Linked DNA regions of Canis lupus: region 2 is linked to region 1. A link is a contact called in public Hi-C data. All regions are on one chromosome and are shown on one strand. Each heading gives the region's core, a stretch centred on a gene start, on an enhancer-like site or on the middle of the called end of the contact. The rest is flanking DNA. Distances are from core to core; before and after follow the strand shown. Region 1 holds the start of TG (thyroglobulin). Region 2 overlaps TG (thyroglobulin).

Region 1 (6,561 bases), core at 2,419-4,918:
CTGGCGTGAAGCAGGCGCGGGTTGGAGAGGAGTCGAGCCAGCATCCCCACGGAGGTGCGCGTGTCCCCCCACCTGTGCCACCTGTCCCTCACCTGTCGCCACCTGTCCCCCCACCTGTCGCCACCTGTCCCCCCCCACACCTGTCCCCCACCTGTCCCCGCGGCCGGCGCAGTGAAGCCCGCTGAGTCACGATGAGAAGCGTGCAGGGCCCGGCGCCTGCCCAGCTCCGCGCTCTGCTGCCCACCCGAGAGAAGCACCTCTCCTGGGCCCCCTGCGTGCACCCCTGCAGCCCCTGGGCGCCCCAGGCTCCCCCCCCCCACCGCATTCCGGGCTCCGGGGCACTGCTGCTGCTCCCACAGCACCTGACCCGGTGGAGCGGGGCAGCGGCCGGGCCAGTGGCAGTGACTCAGCACCTGCCCTGGGCCTCCAGGGAGCCTCTCAGCCTCCTCCGCTGGTGGGGTTCGGTTCGGGTGGGCAGGGTGACCGTGCTTCCAGAAGGCATGACCCTCCTCCTGAGTGCTGTCAGAGGGGCAGGAGCGGCCTGACACTGGGTCACAGCACTGCATCACCCACTCCATCCCATCCCCATCCCGTAGGCACTTGTCACCCACATCCTCATGAGAAGGGTGAGAGTACAGCACGATTAGATATTTTGGGGAGACACACCACATTCACAAATACTTTTTTTTTTAAAGATTTTATTTATTCATGAGAGACACAGAAAGAGAAAGAGAGGCAGGCTCCATGCAGGGAGCCCGAAGTGGAACTCAATCCCGGGACCTCAGGATCATGCCCTGGGCCTAAGGCAGACCTGTAACCGCTGAGCCCCCCGGGCTGCCCTCATTCACACATTCTTATCACAGGCTTTTGCTGTGACTGTTTTATTGTTGGTTAATCTCTTACTGTGCCTAATTTGGGAGCTAAACTTTGTCGTGGGTGTGTGAGTACAGGGGAGAGCGGTAGAGAGGGTGTGGTGCTCTCTGCAGGTTCAGCTGCCCCTGGGGGTCTTGGAATGGATCCCTGGGGATAAAGAGGCACCCCTATATAGGGAAGAGGAGCTGCTGGCCCCCAAGTGAGGGGTGTACCTTGACCCGTGTCAGGGGGGCCGGGTAGGGGAGTTTTTCTTGTCACATCTCCTTTTCCAGTAAATACCAACACACTTTGTCGTCTTATCTTTGCCTGAAATCTAAGTCTCCTTTTAGTTACGCCCACCCCCCCCCCACTCCCCTACAGGGTCTTCAGGAGCTGCCCATGGGCTTGACCTACAGAACACCTGTGCTGCGACTGTCCATCGCCACCCCTGCTGCTGGAGAAGCAGCCGGCTGAAGACTGGGGTGGGCGGCCAGGCCTGTAGCTGGTCCAGGGCTGGGGGCACAAGGAGGTGGAAGTGGTGAGAAGGGCTCAGGCCCAAGGCATGGGAATGATGGTTTGATGATAGGATTTGGAGGCTGCTGAAAGGCGAGTGGAGAGGTTGGGATGGCGTTCATCTTTGCCATTAGAGACGTAGCAAGGCCTGGTGAGGTGCAGCATGGGAAGATGTGTCCAGGAGCTTGTTTTGGGACATGTTGAATTTGAAATGGGCCTGGAGCTGAGGCTGGGGCTGGGGCTGGGGTTGGGGCTAGGGTTGGGGTTGGGGCTGAGGTCGGGGCTGGGGCTGAGGCTGGGGCTGGGGCTGGGGTTGGGGCTAGGGTTGTGGTTGGGGCTGAGGTCGGGGCTGGGGCTGGGGCTGGGGCTGGGGCTGGGGTTGGGGCTGGGGCTGGGGCTGGGGTTGGGGCTAGGGTTGGGGTTGGGGCTGAGGTTGGGGCTGGGGCTTAGGCTAGGGCTGAGGTTGGTACTAGTGCTAGTGCTGGGGCTGAGGCTGAGGCTGGGGCTAGTGCTGGGGTTGGGGTTGGGGCTGGGACTGGGGCTGCTGCTAGAGCTGGAGCTGAGGCTCTTGAGTGTTACTTTATGTATTTTGTATCCTGAACATAGTAAAGATGAAGGGAACCGAGGTTTTAAGCACTTCACATATGTTAACTCTTGTAACATTCAGGGCACCTCTACTGGGTAGTAGTATCCACTGTTCTGCTGTTGGGACCCTCCATCTTCCTCCTGGGTGCACGGAGCAGGCTCCTCCTCCCAGCCTGTCCTGCCCTTCCCCTGGCCTGGGATGACCTCCCTCCAGACTCTCCCCAGCCCTCCTTCCACATAGGTGCCAAATCCTCGGAGAGTTCCTCCCTGTGGGCCCACCACCCCTGCCCCCAAGTGTCACCAGCCCCTCACCTGCAGGGTGCCCTGCGGGTCCGTCACTGCCTGGCACCGTATCATTTGCAAAATGAGAAAAATCAGTGGTATTAACTGTTAGCTTCTCTGGAGCACGTACTCTTCAGTGTCCCATTTATTCCCTTCTAGCAACTGCAACAAGTAGGCACACAATATTATTCTCTTTTCACTTCTGTTTTCTAGAGAAGGAGGCAGGGGCTCGAGAGGATGGGGTGATTTTGCCATGGTCACGCAGGGAAAGGAGAAAAGGAAGGAGCCTGGCTTTGCCAAGAGACAACACACTGCTTTACAGTCTCTCTGTGGACAACACAGTGCCCGCTGCCTTTCGGTGGGGGATCCTGACGTCCTGGGACAGAGGTGAGGGGAGAGCAAGTATGGATAGGAGTGTGTGTGTGTGTGGCTTCCCTCACTAAAACTCTTATATTCCATACTCCTGGCTTTGCCTGTTCCCTGCCATATTCTCATTGCCCAGAATGGATTCCACTGTTGTGGTGCTCTGGGAAATGGAAGGAAGGAAGGAAGGGAGGAAGGAAGGGAGGAAGGAAGGGAGGAAGGAAGGGGAAGGGAAGGGGAGGGGAGGGGAGGGAAGGGAAGGGAAGAGAGGGGAGGAGAGGGGAGGGGAAGGGAGGGGAGGGGAGGGAAGGGAGGGGAGGAGAGGGGAGGGGAAGGGAAGGGAAGGGAAAGGAAGGCAAGGATGGAAGGGAAGGGAAGAGAAGGGAAGGAAAGGGGGGGGAGGGAAGGAAGGAAGGAAGGAAGGAAGGAAGGAAGGAAGGAAGGAAGGAAAGGGGAGGAGGGAAGGAAGGAAGGAAGGGAAAGAAGGGAAGAGAGGGAAGGGAAGGGAAGGGAGGAGAGGGGAGGAGAGGGGAAGGGAAGGGAAGGGAAGGAAAGAAAGGAAGGGAGGGAAGGGAAGGAAGAGAAGGAAAGGGAAGGGAAAGGAAGGGAGGGGGGAAGGGAGGGAGGGAGGGAGGAAGGAAGGAAGGGAAAGTAAGGGAAGGGAAGGGAAGGGAAGGGAAGGGAAGGGAAGGGAAGGGAAGGGAAGGGAAGGGAAGGGAAGGGAAGGGAAGGGAAGGGAAGGAAAGCTTTTCTCCCAGAAGGGTTGAGCCCGTTGCCCACGGAGCTTTGGCCTTCACTTGTAAAGACGGATTTCAAAGCCACCTGCCCCCCGTTCTGCTCCACAGGGCCTCAACAAGATCTCGTCCCCCACTGGCCACACGAGTGTCCTCAGAAGGGAGCAGATGCAGGTGGAGGAGCCCCTTGTGACCTGCAGAGAAAACAGGGTAGGCGCCGCTTCGCTGAGTGCCCGTGGGCAGGGGAGCAGGTGCCCGAGCAGCTCTATAAAGGCTCCCTGGCCAGAGCCTGGGGTGGGCAGTGGCTTCCACCCCTTCATCCCCAGAAGGGCCTGCAAAATGGCCCTGGCCTTGTGGGTCTTCAGTCTGCTGGGCTCAGCCTGCGTGGTGTCAGCCAACATCTTCGGTGAGTTATGAGCCAAGACCGTGGAGCAGAGGGTCTGGAGGGGGCTTCCAGGCCACAACTCCGATGGTCTTGCCCCCATGCCTCAGGACATTTGTGGTCTCATTGAATCCCCACAATGTCCCGAGGACGGATTTCAGATGAAGAGACAGAGGTTCAGAGAGGCCTTGAGGTCACGGAACCTGTGATTTGCCTTGAGGTCACGGAACCTGTGATTCATGGAGAGTAGATGGGAAATCAGATCTTCCTAAGTCAATTTTAGCTCACCCCACCCCATCCTTTTTGTGAATGTTGGCATCAACTTTTTTTATTTTATTTATTTATTTATTTATTTATTTATTTATTTATTTATTTATTTAATTTAATTTTATTTTATTTTATTTTATTTTATTTTATTTTATTTTATTTTTATTTTGTTTTTCTTTTTCTTTTTCTTTTTTTTAATTCCCTTAGCTGTCTCAGGCCGAGGTGATCTATGTGAGGCATTTGAGAAGTAGTCTGCAGGTAGCGGAAAAAAAAAATCCACCTGTTCAGTGAAATAGACATAAATTCCAGCAGAGGCTCAGCCACTTGCTGGGTGACTTTGGATAAGCCTAAGCTTCGGTTTTCTTGCTGGAAAAGTAAGCCAGTGACACTCCTCTTCTGACGTGGTTGTGATTTTGGATAAGCTCCTGCATGTCACATGCGCTCTCAGCGAAAAGAACAACACGGGGGAGTTATTAATGAGTTTGCATCCCTGACCTGTGCCAGGGAGGTGCCCTGCCCATGGGGATGGCTTGATAGATCCAAGATCACCTTCTTCCTGGTGTTCGGACCTAACCCCCCGAGTCTTGGGAGAAGGCGGGGTCTGAAGGTTGACTTCGGATCCCACTCGTGCCAGCTGTGTGACCTTGAGCGGGTTATTTTCACCATCTCAGGGACACAAGGGTGAAGGGCGGACATCACTTCCCAGGAGAGGCTGAGGGTTTTTTTTTGTTTTTTTGTTTTTTTTTTTTTTTGAGGCTGAGGGTTAAACAGGCCAATGTCCTACTTAGAAACGCATCAATAACCACCAAACTGGAAATTAGAGCCTAATTGTTGATGGTGATGCCAGAAATACAGCCCAGGAGAGGATCTGTGCTTTGCTACTGGAATCCCATCCATACTCTTCCCTGATGAGCTGCTTCCCTTTCCCCAGAATACCAGGTGGACGCCCAGCCTCTGCGTCCTTGCGAGCTGCAGAGGGAGAGGGCCTTTCTGAAAGGAGCAGAGTATGTTCCTCAGTGCGCGGAAGACGGCAGCTACCAGTAAGGCTCCCTCAGCCCTGTGGACTCCTGGGGCCCTAAGAGACCTTAAAGCTTATCTCATTCCCACCCGCTCCTGTGCTGTGCCCCCACTCACCCCACATGCATGACATGTGGCCACTGTCACTTGGGGGGAGGGGTGCCCACCTCTGGGGTTGATTGACACAGGATAATCTGACCCAAGCGCCCCAGTCCCTCATCATCCCAGCTAGGACCAGGTACTTCCCTTCATTTCCTGCCCAAACTTTCAGTGTGATTGCTTTTTTTTTTTTAAGATTTTATTTATTTGTTCATGAGAGACACACAGAGAGAGAGAGAGAGAGAGAGGCAGAGACACAGGCAGAGGGAGAAGCAGGCTCCATGCAGGGAGCCCGACGTGGGACTCGATCCTGGGTCTCCAGGATCATGTCCTGGGCTAAAGGCAGTGCTAAACGGCTGAGCCACCTGGGCTGCCTGTAACTGCTTTAATAAAAGGGGTGGGGGATTGAGGCTTCAGTGCCGCCCTCCCCTTCACCTGTGGCCTTGAGAGGTCCGGGGTGGGGGGAGGCACAAGCTGCCCGGACTTCAGGCTGCCGCTGCACGTCCGAGCCCAGCCAGGGCCAGCGTTCTGGGCCATGCGCCTCTGTCCCCGCTGTGAGCTCCTCTCTGGAGGGGGCTTCTGGCTGCCCTAATGTGAACTTGCATCCCAGACTGGCCCCCAAGAGTGCAGTGATAATCTCGACTCCCCAGCAGAATGCACGGGAGTCCTTTGTGTGGGCGTGGATGTTAACTTCCCCGCGCTGTGCCAGTCACATTGGACCAGGGGAGCCCCATCTGTGGCTGCGTTCTGGGAACCCCTTATGAAGCATCCCTGCCTGCCTTCATGGTCTGAGTCCTCCCCATGCACCTAGAAGCCCCCTTACACACTCCCAGGAGGGCAGCGACGCCATGGGCCGGCCACTACTGGGGCCTTGAGGACGTGTGGAATGGCACGGGACGTGGCGGATGGCTCACCTGTGCTCACCTTGTTCATGTGGCTCTTCCCATGCCACCTGCAGTTCCAAGCACCCTGGTCCTCCTCAGGGAGCTTTTGTCTTCATCTGGTGCACCTGTGACCTTCTGCCCCTAGAAGGATGCTTGATCATCTTGTTGGCCTCATTGTGGCCACTGCTTGCTGCAGGCCACCCACAGATGTGCCTCTCCGTGTAACCCCGGCCCGAGGCTCTGCTCTCCAACACCCCCGACTTTACCTGATGTTTTTCCTGGCCCCAGACCACTTAGCCCAGCCCTGGCACCACTTTCACCCTCCACAGTGGTGGCCATGTGGCAGCCACACAACAGGGTGGCCTTGTAGACCAGATGTCTGGAGGGTGAAGGGCTGAGATGTCACGGGGATGAGCAATTCAGGTAAAGGCCAGCTTTGGCCTCTGTCGCTCACCCCTCTCCTCCATGTCTCCCTAATTTAAAGAAATTAAAACATGGAAGAGGGGATCCCTGGGTGGCTCAGTGGTTTAGCGCTTGACTTGGGCTCAGGGCCTGATCCTGGAGTCTCAGGATCGAGTCCCGC
Region 2 (6,561 bases), core at 2,271-4,770, 250 kb after region 1:
TATTCGTGAGAGACACAGAGAGAAAGAGAGAGAGAGAGAGAGAGAGAGAGGCAGAGACATAGGCAGAGGGGGAAGCAGACTCCCTGCAGGGGGCTCGATGTGGAACTTGATCCCAGGACCCCAGGATCACTCCCTGAGCCTAAGGCAGATGCTCAACCACTGAGCCACCCAGGCGTCCCTGACCTGGCTCTTTTTTTTTTTTTTTTTTAAGAAATTTAATTTTTATTGGTGTTCAATTTGCCAATATATAGAATAACACCCAGTGCTCATCCCGTCAAGTGCCCACCTCAGTGCCCGTCACTCAGTCACCCCCACCCCCCCACCCACCTCCCCTTCCACCACCCCTAGTTCATTTCCCAGAGTTAGGAGTCTTTCATGTTCTGTCACCCTTTCTGATATTTCCCACTCATTTTTTTCTCCTTTCCCCTTTATTCCCTTTTACTAATTTTTATATTCCCCAAATGAATGATACCATATAATGTTTGTCCTTCTCCGATTGACTTATTTCACTCAGCATAATACCTGACCTGGCTCTTAAAAGGGACTTTATCAATCAATGTTTCCTTCTCTTCTGCCTCCTTTGAAAAGTTGATATAATTTAAAAATGGAAAGATGGAAGCAGGGGGACATTGACAGGCCCAGTAGGGCTCCGCAGGTACCCCACGAAGGAAGAGAGAGACTCCGGATGTGAAGTCTTACCTCCCGTTCCCTTCCCTGAACCACAGAGGAACCAGGCTGCTTGTGTTCCCTGCAGGTGTCACCTTCTGCCATCTGCTGAGATTCATGAAGGACCACCCCACTTTTCTACACTGAAAGTCTATTTCGAAGGTTTAAAAAAAGAGTGGCGGCCTAGAATTAGCCAGTGAAGTTGCTGGCGTGCATTTGTCTTCCGATAGTACTAACAGAACTGAGGGCAACAGTCCGGAAGCCAGGAGAGCATTTTCTCTGCACCCAGTTCAGTACACAGCGTGTTCCTTGAACACCTGGCAACAGGTCAGGGAGGAAGCCTGGCTGCGGGGGACTGAGGTTTTGCACATGTGCCCACTTCTTCACAAAAGAAGGAGGCCATCCACTGAGTCTCCTTTACATGCTCTTCTAGGCTGGGCTTCGGCCCCGGCGCTGATGTTAAGCCCTCCGAGGCAAGATCGACACCTGAGCTGGCGATATGGGGAGGGCGTTAGCAAGGGCTGAGTCATACCCTTGTTTTCCTTGTTCAAACGCTCTGTGCTTTCACCAACTAAAACCTAGACCTGCTGACTCCTAGGAAGAGGAGGGAGAAATGTGCTCCGATGCCCAGAGACTAGAGTTTCGAGATAAAAGTTGTGTTCATTATCATCCATTTGCATGAAGTTTTGCCACAACTCAGGTGCTATGAGTTAGGGTAAAACTCGTGCTTTGGGGCATCAAGAAGATGGTTTCAGTGTAGAAAACACTAAAGAAAAGAAAAAAAAAAAAAAAAAGAAAAAGAAAACACTAAAGACAATACTAACATGAATGTGGATGTATAATGGCTTAAAAAAAAAAAAGTCTGTCTCTGACTTAACGTCCCGAGTTTTCTCTGGGCTGTCTGGGCAGCTCAGTAATATCCCCCAGTTCAACTGTCTCAAGTACTCTGCGGGCAGCCTCCAGGCCAGGCCCCTTCCCAAGAGAGTGGCTGGTGCAGAGCCGTGGAAGTGACACCTGGTTCCACCTCATCCTTTCTCCCCAGCCCCTGCCAGCCTCTGCTGGGCTCCCCGTTTCAGCACTGCTCCCTCTCACTTATCCCGATCAACCTGAGAGCTGACCATCCAGCCACTCGTTCTAGTGCCATTCTGCTGGATCCGTGTCTAGTGAAGGCCTCTCGTGCACATGTGCTGTGCTAGGCTCTGGGGGCAAAGGGATAACCATCTGCACCTCTGCCATCAGAAGTGCCTCTTCAGGAGGCTTCGGGGTTCAGTCATTTACTGAGAGCCTACTGGGTGCTATGCACTGTTCTCAGTGCCAAGGAAGCAAGGAACCAATGATCAATGACATTCCTCAAATCCTCTCTGCAACACCCTGGTCAAAAGCCTTTCCTGACTCCCTATCACTATCCTGTATGCTATGGTTTACCACCCTCTGAATTTTCTCTCTTGCTTAGGCTGGATTCAAAATCCTCTCAACTTTATTTCTCACTATTCTTTCATGCAAATACCCCTTTTCACTCAGGATAATAAGTAGGCCCATCCATCCATCCATCCATTTGTCCATCCATCCATCCATTTATCCATCCATCCGTCCATCCATTTATCCATCCGTCCATCCATCCATCCATCCATCCATCCATCCATCCATCCATCCATTTATCCATCCATCCATCCATCCATCCATCCATCCATCCATCCATTCATTTATCCATCCATCCATTCTTCCTTGCCCTCACTCATACAGTCACTGGTTCACTCATTCAAAACCTACTTTTCTGAGTCCCGGGCCCCATTCTGAGGATGCTGGGATACTTAGGACCCTGTTCCTTTCCTCTCTAGCTCATGTGAGTAATCAGTCCCCTGAACCCATCTGCCACCCCTCCCCCACCTCCCCGGGAGTGACTGTCCATTTCAAGAAATTCTGGTGTGTATGTGTGTGTTATTGTACGTCTGCGTGTATCTAAGTATGTCTGTGTATACTGTGTGTTTCTGTCTGCGACTGTGTGTTTCTGAGTGTGTATGTCTCTGTGTGTGCCTGTACTGTGGGTGTATCTTTCATCTGTGATGATCTGTGTCTATATGCATGCTTAGATGGGGGCAGGTCCTGCTTCAGAGGTGACTAGGGTGGCTGACTGACTGATGTTCAGAAGCTTCAGGGAGAAAAAGCAGTGGTCAGCAATTGTGGTTTTATCTCACATTATTTTTGAAGTTAAAAAAAACACACACATACAACAGGCGGAAACTCATTGCCGATTAATAGCTAGGTCAGATTTAGATAAGTCCAGGCCCAGGGCCAACCAAGAGACTGCTGTGTGCCCAGGCAGGCTGAAGACACTGCTGCCTCCAAACTCTGCAGGGGTCCTGTTAGCCCCTGTGGTGCCACCTGCATTATGAATATACCACCCACCATGCACAGGACACCCACCATCTTCTCTGTGTCTTTATGATGACCCTTAGAGGACAGTTTGTTATTCCCATTCACAGATGAGGACACCAAAGCTCCCGAAGTCGGTCACCTGCCTGAGTCCCTTTACCAGAAAGTAACAGGGCTAGAGTGTGAACCTGGTCCTTCCTTCTGCCAGGTTCAGTTCTATAGGGCTGACGGCCTGTTCTACAGGCCCAGGCTGCATAGACAGTTCTATCCCCAAAGCCCCTGCTCTATGACACACCCTCCTCCGGCCCCATTCTTTTGTCTCTGTCCAAGTGCTTTCAAGTGAGGGCTGAGCTGGCCGTTGACTTGTTTTAACCACCAATTTTCCATGGAGAAAGACATTTCCTTCAACAAGATCGATTAAAACAATATAATTGAGGGAGAGGAAAGTTCTCTAAGCCATCGTGCAGTATCGCTGTAACCCACGCCTTTAACCACTTCCTCACGGTATCGGGAGCTCTTGCTTTTTATAGCTGTACCCAGTGATAAAAACATCAGAGGGAAAAAAAAAAAAAAAAAAACAAACATCAGAGGGCCCCTTCCAGAGGTCCGGGTCCCCACAGTCTACCTGTGGGCGAAGCTGGGCTCAAAGGCCCCACTTCAGCAGCCTGCAGTTTGCCAACTTGATTTGCAATTTAGAACATGATACTTTGACCTTGAGTACTTTGAGCGTATGTGTGCACGCGCGTGTGTGTGTGTTCTCTTAAGACAGAACAGATCCAGTGGTTCTCAGAAAAGCTGGGCCCCTCATTAGAAAGAAGCCCGTGGGCTAAATCATCTTGTCCCTTGTAGATTGTTACCATGGTTGAATTCCTGGCTCTGGGCTGCCTGGGTATTTTACTTTCGCGGCTGCTTATTCTCACTGCGAGCTCAGGCATTAGGACTCCATGCGCTATGGATGCTGAAGCTTAGAGCAAGCCCCTGGCTGGAGCTCAGTGGTGCAGGAACCTTGCCTTGTGAGTTTTGTAGCAAACTCCACCAACAGTGGAAGACTCTGAGCTTTTTTAAATGGTATGAGGACAGAAAACCAATGTAGATGACCACCTCCCTGCCCCTTGCCCTGTTGCATCTGTGGACCAAGCAGCCAGCCCCACTCTAGTGGCTCGGAGCCATCAGAAAGGGCTTCCAGGCCCCAGGATAACAATATTGCTGCTGTCAGGATCCACACCCTATATGCTCTCTCCTCTCTCTGGGCTTGGGTTGCAGCTACCCTCCCCTCTGACTCTGGCCACAAGGTTCCTCTTTGGTCCTGACAGCTAAGTACAGAAGAGATGGTAATAATGCCACCATCTTTCTTCAAGAACCTGCCCAGTGCATATGGAAGGCTGACCCGGTGGCTGAGGGCTCGGCCTTGGAGCCTGGTCACCTGCGTTCAGACTGTGGTTTGGCCTCCACCCAATCCTGTGGTCCTGGGTGAGTCATTTGCCTTTCTGTGTCTTGAGCCCCTTATCTATACAATGGGATGATAATATCATCTGCCTCATGTGATGGTCGTAAGGCACAAAATACTATCTGCAAAATGCTGAGGACACATGAGGAATACTCCACCGAGGTTTTGTCTTTTGATTCTTAGGCATCTCACCCTGAGAGGAAGCACATGGAGCTGATAGCACTGTGTCCACGTGACTCAGGAGGGAAAGGTGCTAGCTAAGGTGTGAAGTCACCATGTGGAGTTGGAAGCCAGGTCGGGTGCTGTGTTCAGCGGCATCTGGCTGTATTTAGATGATGAGATTCGGAGCCTCAGCCCTACTTGGGGCCAGAACCGGCCCCAGCCCCTGGCCCTCTCTGCAACTTTTGGTATATGCCTCACCCAGTGCTGGCCTCAGCTCAGCCCTACCTTCAGGATGGCCTAACCTCATTGCAGTGCCTTTGCTTTGCCCATGACCCTCCATCCTGACTGTGAGGCATAAAGACCACTAGAACTTTCTGGAAGCAGTGTCGGAATGTGCTCCCTTACTTTAGGAAATATGTCCAGTTGGGATCTCAGGAGGATGGATCTCCTCCCCTCTGGGCATCTGTCTTTTGTCTGCTTTACACAATGGATATCAGCAGCAGTGACTCAGGTGCACTTTGCTTTACAGTTTCCAGAATGCTTTCCTCTGCAATGCTTCAAGGAATCTTCTCAAAGACCCAGTGAGAGCGGCACCCTCTGGTATACCCATTGCAGTATTTCTGGTATTTTTACCAGTTTCTGATGGTTTAGTTCAGGGTAAGGGCTAGGATGGAAACATATTCTATGGATTCAGCCCAATCGGTGCTCTCTTTACATTGGAGTAAGAGGGTACAATTCGGCTCAAGAACATGGCATCTTGTTCTGGGTATAAAAACACATATGTCATAATGTAGAGGTTGAGAGCATGGCCAAGATGAGCTGCTTGGATTGGGGTCCTGGCTCTGCCAGTCACCTGCTGAGTGATGTTGGGCAAGGTCCTGAACCTTTCTGTACCTTAGTATCCTCCTCTCTAAGATAAAGGGTCAAATAACATTTACTTCTGAGAGTTGTAGAGAGGATTTAATGAGTTTATTTGTATGGAGTCCTTACAACTATACCTGAAACTTTGCAACTACTCAGTACATATTAACTATCATTATTAGTTTTTGTTGTTGCCAAGCTCCTAGGTCCAGGTACATTTTAGATACACCATAAGTGAGAATTTCTTTTTCCACTTGGGCCTCAGTTTGCCTCCCTGCAAAATGGGGTGGCAATTGTACCTACTTCCCCTCAATGTTGCAGAGATTGCACGAGACACAAATTTCCTGAGGGTGAGTACTGGCAGGTGGTTGTAGGTGGGCAGTACACAGGACTTTCCAGCCCAGGCCCCTTACTACAGAGTTTGGTCAGAGAACTAGAACCTCCTACTTCCTGCTCAGGGTCCTGGGGCCCAACAAACTCTGTAGCCCAGCTGCCTGCATCTGTAGGCTGGGTCAGACCCTGGCAGCATTTGTGGCTTTGCACAAGTTACTGAATTTCTCGATGTCTTCATTTTCATATTTGTGACAATGGGAACAGTGACAGCAGCCAACTTGTATAGCTTTTGTGAGGATAAATGAGAGGACGTGGGGGAAGCTCTTGTGTTAAGAGCCGAAGCCCTCAATCAATGGCCCTTGCTGTGTGTTACCAATGGCAGTGGCACTAGTAATAGTATGGTGCTGGTAGTCCCATAGAACACCAGTATGGTGCTGGTAGTCTTGCTGAACAACCTTCCCCCCACCCTGCATTATTCCTGATGCCATAGTGGGCAACAGTGTCTGAGCTGTGGGGTGGTCCACAGACAGAAAACTCTGGGGTTGTACCCTAGCCAAGGCACTCAGCCCACCTCCCCCACCCTGGGCAGATGACCAATCCCACCAACAGCCCAGGCCTGGAGATGGACCTCCTGGTGTTCCCACCGCCTGCATTCCTGGAGTGGAAAGGCTCCCAGCCAGCCAGCATTTGACAGAGACTTGCATTGACTCTGCTGGAAA

The links. A called contact is a pair of places that touch in the nucleus more often than the background predicts.
Region 2: a contact with region 1 is called in a Hi-C map of skin fibroblasts, with 2.8 times the contacts expected there. The contact joins the enhancer-like site here to the promoter of TG in region 1.

What each region holds. Positions count from the first base shown.
Region 1 is chr13:29,840,734-29,847,294 of UU_Cfam_GSD_1.0, forward strand. It overlaps TG (thyroglobulin), which reads left to right and starts at 3,669. Exons shown (of 48, transcript NM_001048104.1): 1 at 3,669-3,735; 2 at 4,910-5,018. The coding sequence starts at 3,669.
Region 2 is chr13:30,086,616-30,093,176 of UU_Cfam_GSD_1.0, forward strand. All of the region lies in intron 41 of TG (thyroglobulin), which reads left to right. The region is part of intron 1 of SLA (src-like-adapter); the gene reads right to left. Among named protein-coding and RNA genes, the nearest start is that of SLA, 32 kb to the right of the region's middle. Within about 2 kb of position 3,521, at least 2 of the 20 cell types and tissues checked have an H3K27ac peak or open chromatin away from gene starts, as enhancers often do.